Regions from separate parts of the Mus musculus genome. Here region 1 is linked to region 2. Evidence: chromatin contacts called from public HiChIP or PLAC-seq data. All regions are on one chromosome and are shown on one strand. Each heading gives the region's core, a stretch centred on a gene start, on an enhancer-like site or on the middle of the called end of the contact. The rest is flanking DNA. Distances are from core to core; before and after follow the strand shown.

Evidence for each region. HiChIP or PLAC-seq counts read pairs in DNA pulled down with a chosen protein or histone mark.
Region 1: an H3K27ac HiChIP or PLAC-seq map of heart atrium shows a contact between it and region 2, with 8 times the contacts expected there. The contact joins two enhancer-like sites. A contact is called at or near these places in 8 of 39 promoter capture datasets (3T3-L1-derived adipocytes, the C10 cell line, the HPC-7 cell line and 4 more), 1 of 15 datasets of contacts at CTCF or cohesin (the NIH/3T3 cell line), 1 of 484 Hi-C or Micro-C datasets (brown adipocytes), 14 of 115 datasets of contacts at active chromatin or transcription factors (the NIH/3T3 cell line, craniofacial prominence, embryonic basal ganglia and 11 more) and 2 of 9 other capture datasets (embryonic stem cells and pancreatic islet).

The regions. Positions count from the first base shown.
Region 1 is chr5:75,140,344-75,145,577 of GRCm38.p6, forward strand. The region is part of intron 3 of Gm19583 (predicted gene, 19583); the gene reads left to right. It also overlaps the pseudogene Olfr1401-ps1. Among named protein-coding and RNA genes, the nearest start is that of Pdgfra, 9.3 kb to the right of the region's middle. Within about 2 kb of position 3,043, at least 41 of the 459 cell types and tissues checked have an H3K27ac peak or open chromatin away from gene starts, as enhancers often do. A contact at or near this core is called in the NIH/3T3 cell line and heart atrium, where this site is marked.
Region 2 is chr5:74,747,925-74,753,329 of GRCm38.p6, forward strand. No RefSeq gene overlaps it. Among named protein-coding and RNA genes, the nearest start is that of Lnx1, 48 kb to the left of the region's middle. Within about 2 kb of position 2,782, at least 14 of the 459 cell types and tissues checked have an H3K27ac peak or open chromatin away from gene starts, as enhancers often do. A contact at or near this core is called in the NIH/3T3 cell line and heart atrium, where this site is marked.

The sequences.
Region 1 (5,234 bases), core at 1,793-4,292, 390 kb after region 2:
GAGCCATGCGGAACCTCACCTGGATGCTGAGGACGGAACTTGAACACACAGTTAGAAAGCACATGGACTCCGAGGGCAGAGCAAAGGCACAGTGTGGATTTCTCTGGGCAACAGGCTAGATGTCAGGTTAAAACATGAATTACAGATTTTTTTCTTTTAACTTACACTAATAGCAGTGATACATGGTAGATTTGTCGAATCTAAATCTGTCACTGAAGAATTCAGGAGATTGACATGAATCCCTTAAAAATGTTTATTTAATGTGTGTGTGTGCACATGAGCAGGCCTCCGAACGTGTGGTAAGAGGACGTCTTTATGGGGTTGGTTCTTTCCTTACCTTTCCTTGGATTTCAGGGACTGAGCCAGCGTTTCGAGGCTTGCTGGACAGGCACCTATAGCCTCCGAGTCATTTTACCTCCCCACCCCCACCCCAGACTACAGGAGCCTTAGACAGAGTTATTTTAGTCATTAATTATGTTTCATGCATGCAACTCTCTATCTCACAGAGAGTGGGAATAAATCTCCAATATACTCTTATGCATTCTTACCAGTGAAAACTTGCCTTTGCATAGCATTTAAGGGGAAATGGAGACAGATTCTCTCCTCTGAGTTTCAGTGCTCAGAGCACTCTCTGCTGGCAAGCTCTCTTACAGGGAAGGTGCGCAGATAGCCCAAAACCTAGGATACCCAAGATATAAGATACAATTTCCTAAACACATGAAACTCAAGAAAAATGAAGACTGAAGTGTGGACACTATGCCCCTCCTTAGAAGTGGGAACAAAACACCCCGGAGCTCTTGACTCTAGCTGCATATGTATCAAAAGATGGCCTAGTCGGCCATCACTGGAAAGAGAGGCCCATTGGACACACAAACTTTATATGCCCCAGTACAGGGGAACGCCAGGGCCAAAAAGGGGGAGTGGGTGGGTATGGGGGACTTTTGGTATAGCATTGGAAATGTAAATGAGCTAAATACCTAATAAAAAATGGAAAGAAAAAAAAAAGTCACAGAAAGAGAGATTGCTGAGAAAAAAGTACATGGGTGTGTGGAGCTGAGTGTCCATTCTAATTAAAATGATAATTCCAAGATTCGCAAGAAGAGTAATGAGGTAAACAACTAGAAATGTGGTGAACAGGGCCACTTTTTTGACAGGGTTATTAGTAATCCCTAAGAAAATGAATTTATCCACAGAGGAGCAGTTTCCCCTATCCATTCTTCTTTTTTCTTATGTAAAATTTAAATGATATTTTCAAAACTAGGTGGATGCATTCTTAATTATCTGTAAAAAAGAGAATAATTTATTGCATGGATTTTCTCTCAAAAATCTACAGTCACATTACTCTATAAGTAGATCTTTAAGACGTTAATCATTATAAAACGTATGTAATCGTGTGAAGGTTCAGTTGTTATGATTAGTGACATCCATGTATCATTGTATAAAATGTAACTATTTATATTTTCAACATGTTTGATGCTCCCTGAATTTTTCAAGCATATTTCTGATTTACTGAATTTTTACTTGAGCTTCAATGTATGCAGATTGAGTAGCAATTATACAGGTACTAAGCTCTACCATAAAAGATTAGATCTTTTCATATTTAAAAATATTCACCTGAACAAAATATTAGTTATAAGTACTCAGATTCTCCAAACTCCTGAGTGGTTGGAAGAACATTTGTTAGTTCAGGAAGCAAAAAAAAAAAAAAAAAAAAAAAAAAAAGGGGAAATGGATTAGTGTGAGGGCCAAGGGTACAGCCTGTAGCCATCACAGTCATGGTTAACATTGACCCAAATACAACGTAGTCCCGAATTGTCACATTTGGACATTTGAGTCTTTTGAGTGTGACCAGTGTCTGGTATTATGATCACCTAGCAAGACGTCAATCTTGGCCTGGGATGTATCTTAGTTGGTAAAGTGGTTGTATGGTACCGTGAATTGACCTTTTTGCTTCTAAGTGACAAACTCATGATAATATTAATATCAATTTTCCATAGAGCCATCATGGGGAAGAATTCGATAAGATATTATCTTTGCTAATGATTCTAGGTGTGTTTTTTTTTTTTTTACAATATCTATGTATACTGTAGTGTCTTCAGACACACCAGAAGAGGGTGTCAGATCTCATTACGGGTGATTGTGAGCCACTATGTGGTTGCTGGGATTTGAACTCAGGACCTTCAGAAGAGCAGTCAGTGCTTCTAACTGCTGGACCATCTCTCCAGCCCTTATTTTGGTCTAAAGTATTTGTTTGTCTGTTCATTTTAGTCAGGTCTCTATCTTTTTTGGCTGACCTGGAACTCTCTATGTAGACCAGTCTGGCCTCAAACTTACAGAGATCTATCTGTCTTTGCATCCTTGGGGCTAGGATTTAAGACACATGCCACCATGCTCAGCCCTTAACATTGTTTTTTTTTTTTTTTTTTTTATTGTTTTGTGTGGTTTTTGTTTGTTTGTTTGTTTATTTTTGTGAGTGAGGGTGGTGCATGCAAGCTACTACAATAATAGTTTCTGGAAGTTCGAGGGCAACTTGTTGGTTCTGTCCAAGTCATAGACTTGATTGATATAGCAAGCCCCTTTGCTGGCTGGGCTATCTCGCAGCAGCCACTCTAGAAGGAAGTGTATGATTACTGCCTTCCACCCAGCTCCAGAATCTGGAATTTTGCTCAAGTGTTCCTTCCTTGAGGAGCCCCACTCTGGAAAAGATGACACCATAGGTAGTTTTTCTTAGCATCATGGACCGAGTGAAGCTCCCACGACTTCGGGTGGTTTCATAGCCAAGGCTGCGGCAGAGCCTAGCAGAGGGAGGGCTGGAAGTTCTCATCGCTCTCTCATCCAGCACTGAGATCTCACCAACTTTCCTTAGCGTACGGAGGATGACTCCAAACAGTTTCACCTTGAGGTGTAACCTCAGGTTTGCTGAGGGCTAACATCGAACTGGACGGTCTGCTAGGAGCGAGGCTTAGGCACGGGTGGGTAGATGTGACTAAATTCTCTCTGGAAGATTGGTTTCAAGCAACGGGTTGTGAACGCGTTAGGGTGAATTTAGATTCTGACCTGGCCTCTTGTGCCCTCTAGTGGTCTAAAACCTCAGAACTTGTCACTCAACCAAGGTTGTTCCCGCCCCCCCCCCCCCCCATGGCTAAATCGCTATAACCTTTTAGCCATCTGTTGCATAGTGAATTCAGTTCATAACTACGCTTACAACACAGTAAAGCAATTAACTAAACACACACAATAAGAGACCTGACACATCTTGTGGGGTCTTTGAAAGGTCTTCGGTGTCTTATTTTGTGGTGTGCAAACCCAATAAGCTGTAAGTCCTTAGTGGATAATTGAAACGATGCTCGAATCAGAGGCAGTCCCTCTCTCATTGTCAGTCTGTGAAAGATTAGCTCGCGAAGAAGAACAACAGCATGCAGGCCTGTTATCTGGTGAGATAGTGCCACTCCCCGTGATGACGGTAAAGCCTCAGATTTGAGGGAGCCACCGGTTTAAAGTCTCAGTTTTGTTCAGATTCCAAGATAGCAGCCAACCTGGAGGTGCGTGTGGGGGTTATCTCTTGAACAATGTCAGCTTCTTAGAGGAGTGTGTTCAATATCATAACATCACAGTCCTTTGGGGGCGCTGCAATCCTTTTTCAGGACGGAGATTACAGCGCTGTCTCCACACTACCATAAACAGGCACACCCATGTAACCTACAAGCTATGAATGACTTAAGAACAAGAGCAAATGTAGCTCTCTCTCTCTCTCTCTCTCACACACACACACACAAAGAGAGAGAGAGAGAGAGAGAGAGAGAGAGAGAGAGAGAGAGAGAGAGAGAGAATGTGTGTAGAGCTCACGATGTTGGAGCTTTGAGCATGCTGGGTAAACACCCTACCATCGAGTTTACCCCTACCTCGAAAGCAGCACCTAGCCCCGGGATTGCTCAGAGCTCTAGCTATCACCTTCAAGGAAAATTTTGTAACTCTGGTTGCCCATGGTGGCTTCAAGCACCTGGTGGCCTCATAGTGCTGTTCACACCTGCTGTTTAGTTAGGGCCTAGTTTGTTTTCTGTCTGTCTCCCCAGCCCAAAGCTAAGCCTCGGTATGGCAGCTGTCTGTCCATGACAGCATCATTGAGTCTATCACAGTTCTCACCCAGGAGGTGTTAAATAAGCATTTGCCAACTTCAACAGCCCCTTGGGGTAGATGCTGGAGGAGGCAGGCCAAAGGCAAGGGTGATTTCCATTCTTATACTAAGTGGCACAGAAAGGCAGGTGCTTGAAGACTCAGAGGCAGCCACTCAGAAGGCTGAGCTGTGCACCCACAGAAAGGAGCGAGCTCTTTGCATCTCTCCAGCTCCCACTACCCTTTCAAAGAAAGTAAATGCCTTGAGGTTCTAGAGCGGCTGTTAGAAAAGACTGCGGCTGTCTGGCTGTCTGTGAAGACAGAGAAGGATGGTTGTGCCTGTAAAGCTGACTGACGGTGTGACTCTGAGGCTGGCAGAGCCCTTATTAAGCGTGCAGAGACTCTGGGTTAGAACCCAGCACCTCATAAACAACAAGCAAACTGGAACTGCTTTTTGATCCTGTTACATGCCTGTAGACTCACAGCTCTACTTAGGAGTCTAAAGAAGGCTGCTTGAGCTAAGGAACCAAAGCAGCAGCAGCAGGAGAGAGAGAGAGAGAGAGAGAGAAAGAGAGAGAGAGAGAGAGAGAGAGAGAGAGAGAGAGAGAGAGAGAGAGAGAGAGATTATGGACATTATGTTATCTCTTCTGCTTACTTACTTTCCAAAGATAAAGATGCATCGGCACAATGGTGTGTGCCTGGTGATCTCTGGCCTTAGGAGGTCACTGAAATCAGAAGTTGGAGGTCAGTCTGGTGTACTACTAAGCCCCTGTCCAAGGAAGGAAAAGAAAAGAAAAGAAAAGAAAAGGAGAGGAGAGGAGAGGAGAGGAGAGGAGAGGAGAGGAGAGGAGAGGAGAGGAGAGGAGAGGAGAGGAGAGGAGAGGAGAGGAAAGGAAAGGAAAGGAAAGGAAAGGAAAGGAAAGGAAAGGAAAGGAAAGGAAAGGAAAGGAAAGGGAAAAGAAAAGAAGAGAAAAGAGAAGTCAAACCAGCAAACAACTCCTCCCACTTAAACAACCACAAGGGAACCAGAACAGAGAAAAGAAAGACAGTGTGGACCAGCAGAGGGCCAGCAAGCATGATCTCAAAGCTGTAAAACTGCAGAAAGCTTGACTGAGCACAGG
Region 2 (5,405 bases), core at 1,532-4,031:
GGCTTACATATATCATGTGTCACAGTCCACTGAGGGAAACTAAGGCAGGAACTGAAGCAGAAGCCATAGAGGAAAAGAATCATGGCTTGCTCAGCTTGCTTTTTAAAAATACAATACAGGACCATTTTCCCAGAGGTGGCAGCACCCACAGTGGGCCAGGGCCTCTCCCATGGACATTAATGAAGAACACGTTCCCCCGAGTTGTCTCTAAGCCAGTCTGATGGAGACATCTTCTGAATTGAAGTTTTCTCTTTCCAAAGGACTCTAGCTCAAGTCTAGAGCCCCAGAAACCTAACTGACACACCCGTCTAGGTAAGCCCCAAAATATGGCATGGCTAGGAGCATGCTATTCAAAGCTGGCATCTCTTTTTTTTCCCATTTTTTATTAGGTATTTAGCTCATTTACATTTCCAATGCTATACCAAAAGTCCCCCATACCCACCCACCCCCACTCCCCTACCCACCCACTCCCCCTTTTTGGCTCTGGCGTTCCCCTGTACTGGGGCATATAAAGTTTGCAAGTCCAATGGGCCTCTCTTTCCAGTGATGGCCGACTAGGCCATCTTTTGATACATATGCAGCTAGAGTCAAGAGCTCCGGGGTACTGGTTAGTTCATAATGTTGTTCCACCTATAGGGTTGCAGATCCCTTTAGCTCCTTGGGTACTTTCTCTAGCTCCTTCATTGGGAGCCCTGTGATCCATCCATTAGCTGACTGTGAGCATCCACTTCTGTGTTTGCTAGGCCCCGGCATAGTCTCACAAGAGACAAAGCTGGCATCTCTTATTAGCTGGTCTGAGCTTCTTCTGTGAACTGATAGCTCTGATGGGTAAAACTTTTGCTCCCGTAAATGCTTTGGGAAAAGAGTTCCAAAGATAAACTCCAGTCTCCATTAGTGATTCTAGGTGGCTCTAGGCCTCAGTGGTGGCATACTACAGTCCATGAATAGAACCGTGAGGGGAGAATTTGTGAGAAAACAAGACGAGAGTCTTGTGACCTCAATTTCTTCAGAGATTTGTGGTTTGAATATGCCTGGCCCTTGGGAAGTGGCACTAGTAGGAGGTATGGCCTTGTTGGAGGAAGTGCATCACCTTGGGGGTGGGGCTTGAAGTTCTACCCAGTGTGGAAAGACTCTCCTTCTAGTCGCCCCATAAGACAATCTTCTCCTGACTGCCTGGGGATCAAGATGTAGAATTCTTGGCTCCTTCTTCAGCACTGTGTCTGCCTGGATGCTGCCCTGCGTCCTGCCATGTGATAATGGACTGAACCTCTGAACCTGTAAGCTGGCCCTAATTAAATGTTGTCCCTTATAAAAGTTGTCTTGGTCATGGTGTCTCTTCTCAACAATGGAAACCCTAATGTTCTTGTATTTTCATGCTCCTCCCAGGTGTAGTGGATAAGTGACTTTACTTCAGATTATTCATTACAACAGGCAATTGTTTGGTTTCTTTTTTTTATATGCTTCTGTACAAGTTTTTGCCACGTGAGGCTTGTGTGACACATATGGCTTGCCCTTGTGATTGGACACTTCACTCGTGTGACTCCTTCTAACCCTCAGTGTGTAAATTGTCTGCTGTTCTGAATAAAGTTGGCTACTGCATGAGACGTGAGTCCGTGTCATTTTTAGGACTGCTCTTTCAGGTCCCACTGCCAATCAGAGTGCTAAAAGCTATGGCGCATAATAACCTCTATGTACTCTCTCCTTGTTCCCAGGTGTCACTACTGTCTGCTGCAACTCTTGTTTCCAAACCAGAAAGCTATGGTCAATGGCTACTTTGTCTTTTTGACTAGGGGAACCTGTTTGTTAGCAGCTTCTTTCAGTGCATAGCCCATGGAATGCTTGACACTAATTTCCTGTTTTGAGAAGGAAAATCAGCATGTGTATTCTTAGTCCAAGGTCAAATCTTTACTTTTTCTGTGTCCTCGTCTTTGCTTCCAGTTGTGAGCCCCTCTATGCCATGGTCCTTATCCAGGCTATCTGGCTGCTGGTGAAAGAGATGTAAGCCAGCCAGTAATAATGTCTTCCTGCAAGATCCAAACTGTCTGCATAAAGATGAGACTCGAGACATCTGGGCAGTTGCTCCTCCTGTCACCTTGGATTCTGTGGATGGAACCGGTGGCATTTCCTCTGAAGACGCACCAGGCTCTAACCTGGAGGCTGCTCAGCCTTTTGTTCTCACCGAGATTTACTGGATGTGCTGTGATGGAGAGAGTAGTTGGAAAGAGGCTGACACTTAGATTAGATGTCACTGTGCCTTTCTAGCCCAGTTTAATGGTTTACAGTTCGCTGTAGTATCGGGTCCAGTCAACCTCACTGGCTGAAATGATAAAACCAACTTATTGGGAAGGAAAGAGCTGACATTGCCAAAGAGGCTTTCAAGGTCCTCATCTGCTCCCCAACTTTCCTCTGCCAGGAGAAAAACGCTAAGAGATTTGAGGACTTATCGGAAGCTTTGGAGTTTCCCCGGAAAGGTAAGAGAAATGGTTTTCCCTCTCTTTCCTCTCACTGAGTTGGTTCCAAGAGTTGAGTCCACTCTGGGATTAACAACAAACACAAACATACATACACACACACATACACACATACACACAAACACACATACACACACGCACACCAAAACAAGCTTTCTTGCATGGTCATGTAATCAAAGCAGCTGACTGCTTTCAAGTGGAAACAGAGAGAAGCCATGGATGAGAAACAGGACATGTTAATTTAGCCTTACAAATGCACCCTTCCCAAGGCCAGCATTACTCATGCTTGGCGTCGACCGCATGAGGCCCAAGTTTGCTCAAACACCATGGCTCAGAACTGCCCTTTCCATTAGCAGACAACTTTCCAGCTAGTGACACGCTCCAACTCTGCAGAGATGTCCAGATGTAACCCAAATCCTAATGGTTACAGGAAAGCAAGCAGTTCTTCACCATAGGAGAAGTGGTGCACTCTTGACAGTCTCAGCAAAGTAATGTGCCCAGTGACACATGGGAGAATCTTATATTTGGTGCATGTTGAGGGAGGGGCCTTAAGGCTGGGCAATGGAAAATCATATGAAATCATTTCTGCCTTCTAAGCGTGATGAAGCTGGAACCTGACTCAGCCTTTTCTCAGGCTGTTTTCCTACTCAAAAAATGTTCCGACTGTAAAAGGAGGTAGAAAATAGTTTCTTTAAAGGCCATGAGCTAATAATGCCTTTCACCATCTCTGCCGAATCTAATCTGTCTTGGTTTACCCACTCAGTGCAAATGGGAGAGGCAGTGGAGAGTCCAAGTCTCCAGTGGCTTCCATACTGTCTGTACAGCAATATCTCCCATCTTTGAGTCTCTGAGAGGCTGGGACTCCTTGCTGACTTTGAACTGTTCTCATGTCTCACAGCCACCTTGAATCTAACCCTCAAAGCCAACTCTGTTTTTTAACCTTCTTCCTGCACTCCCCCTCAGCCTGCGGCTCTTCCATCCAGTTCACGTTCCATCCTGGAAGCCAACCTTCCTCAGCTTCCTCCTCCCATCCCCACTTTTATTGTGCCATCTCTAAGGAAAATAGCATCTCCAGGCTACGCTGAAGTTCTGTACCTAGTCTACTGACGGGGACTTCTTGCTCCCCGTTTTGCTCCTGCATCTACACTCCCAATTCCAAAAGACAGACTTTCTAAAATGTAATATTCAGAACATGCCGTGGGCCTGTCTGTTAAGCCTCGGGGTGAGTTATGAGACCTCTCACTTGGCCCTGAGGGTTTGGCATGTCGGGATGGCTCACATCTTTGGCTTTTCCGAAGGATGCATTAGCTTGCTGGCAGATCCTTGGATGCCCCCAGCGCTCTTCACCGCCCAGCTTCTGCTCTTACAGGGTGCTCTGTTCTGGCCTTTCCTCCTTCACATACAAACTCTCTGTTCCTGCCTCTCTCTCTCATCTTTCAGATCTCAGCGCAAATGAAATCTGAGCTTAGAAACATTTAATATTATATTTAATGTACTTTGGCTGTGTATATTCTTTGTGTGCACACACAGGTACTCTTGTGTGTGTGTGTGTGTGTGTGTGTGTGTGTGTGTGTGTTTCATGATAACAGAAGCCAGAGATCATCTTCAGATGCTGTAGCTTGGGTACCAACCATCTTGGTTTTCTTTGTTTTTGAGATAGAACATCTCACTGGCCTGGAGTTCACAATTAGGCTACACTGGCTGGCCAAGGAGTGCCAAAATCTGACCCATCTTCACCTTCCCAGAACTGGCATTACAGGAGTGTAGTACTAAGCTCAGAGTTTTTGTGGCAGTCCTGGTGATGAAACTCAGGTCCTTATGCCCATGATTGAGCAATCTACCAGCCTATTGCATTCTGTATCCATTTGCCTAATATATTTATAGTTTACCTTTCCACATCCATGTTTCTACCCACAGCTAGGTTTCTTTCATGAAGGCAGGAGCAGATTTTATTGAGTCTGGGTACGTAACAAGGCCTGAAATTTTAATCCAGTAAAGAGCCATGTGAATATGAAAAAAAAAAAAAACACACACACACACACTATTTCCTCTTAATTTGGGGCATTTAAGAAAACTGACTTTCTTTTAATTTTTAAATTGAACTCGTTCTTGGTATTATGAGCGGGGGATTATTTTGTTGGGTGGGCACTCGCTCCACAGCGTGATTGTGGCATTCAGAGGACTACCTTGTAGACTTGGTTTTCTATCGCCTCTGTGAGGTCTCCAGTGTCTGTACCTGTCAGGCTTGAAGGACAAAGGTCCTTGCTAAGCTATCTTGTCAGCCTGAGTTTCTTAAATATCTACAGAGGGGAATTTGATGTCCTCACTCAGACTCAGGCACTGACTTCCCAGGCAGACCAGGCAGTGAGCAAGCACCTGTGGCCTTAGAATCTATACCCTCCCCTCTCTCCCAAGCGTCCATTCTTCTCAAACAGTTGTGTCCTGGCCAGGGAAGGGTCAGGCAGAGCTCCGGAAGTGTCAGTTGAATCCATTTCTGACTTCCCATGTTAGATTTTGTAATTCATTCCTCATGAAGCCAACAGTCAAGAGAGAATATTGTACTGCTATAAAAATGTTCAGTGACTAGCTTTGGGAAAGCAAGCACCATTTAACTTTAGAACATCAACTTAAGGGGTGGGTGTGTGTGTTCCAAATTCTAATAACCAACATATTTGCCTTGAGTCACTCAGAACTAAAAAACCCTAAGCTGGGAGTTCATCTGTTTTCGGTTTTATATGAATTTGCAAAACTATGGTGACTCACCCACCCCGCCACACCCTCATAGTCTCCTCTGGAATCCTGGTTAGCATGTGTTAGACAATGCTGGGACACCAACTAGATTATTTATTCACACAGGGATTTTATTTATTTGCATTGAGGCAGAACCAGGAAACAACTTCCTGTCCATATTTGGAAGAGACTTCCTGTCTACTG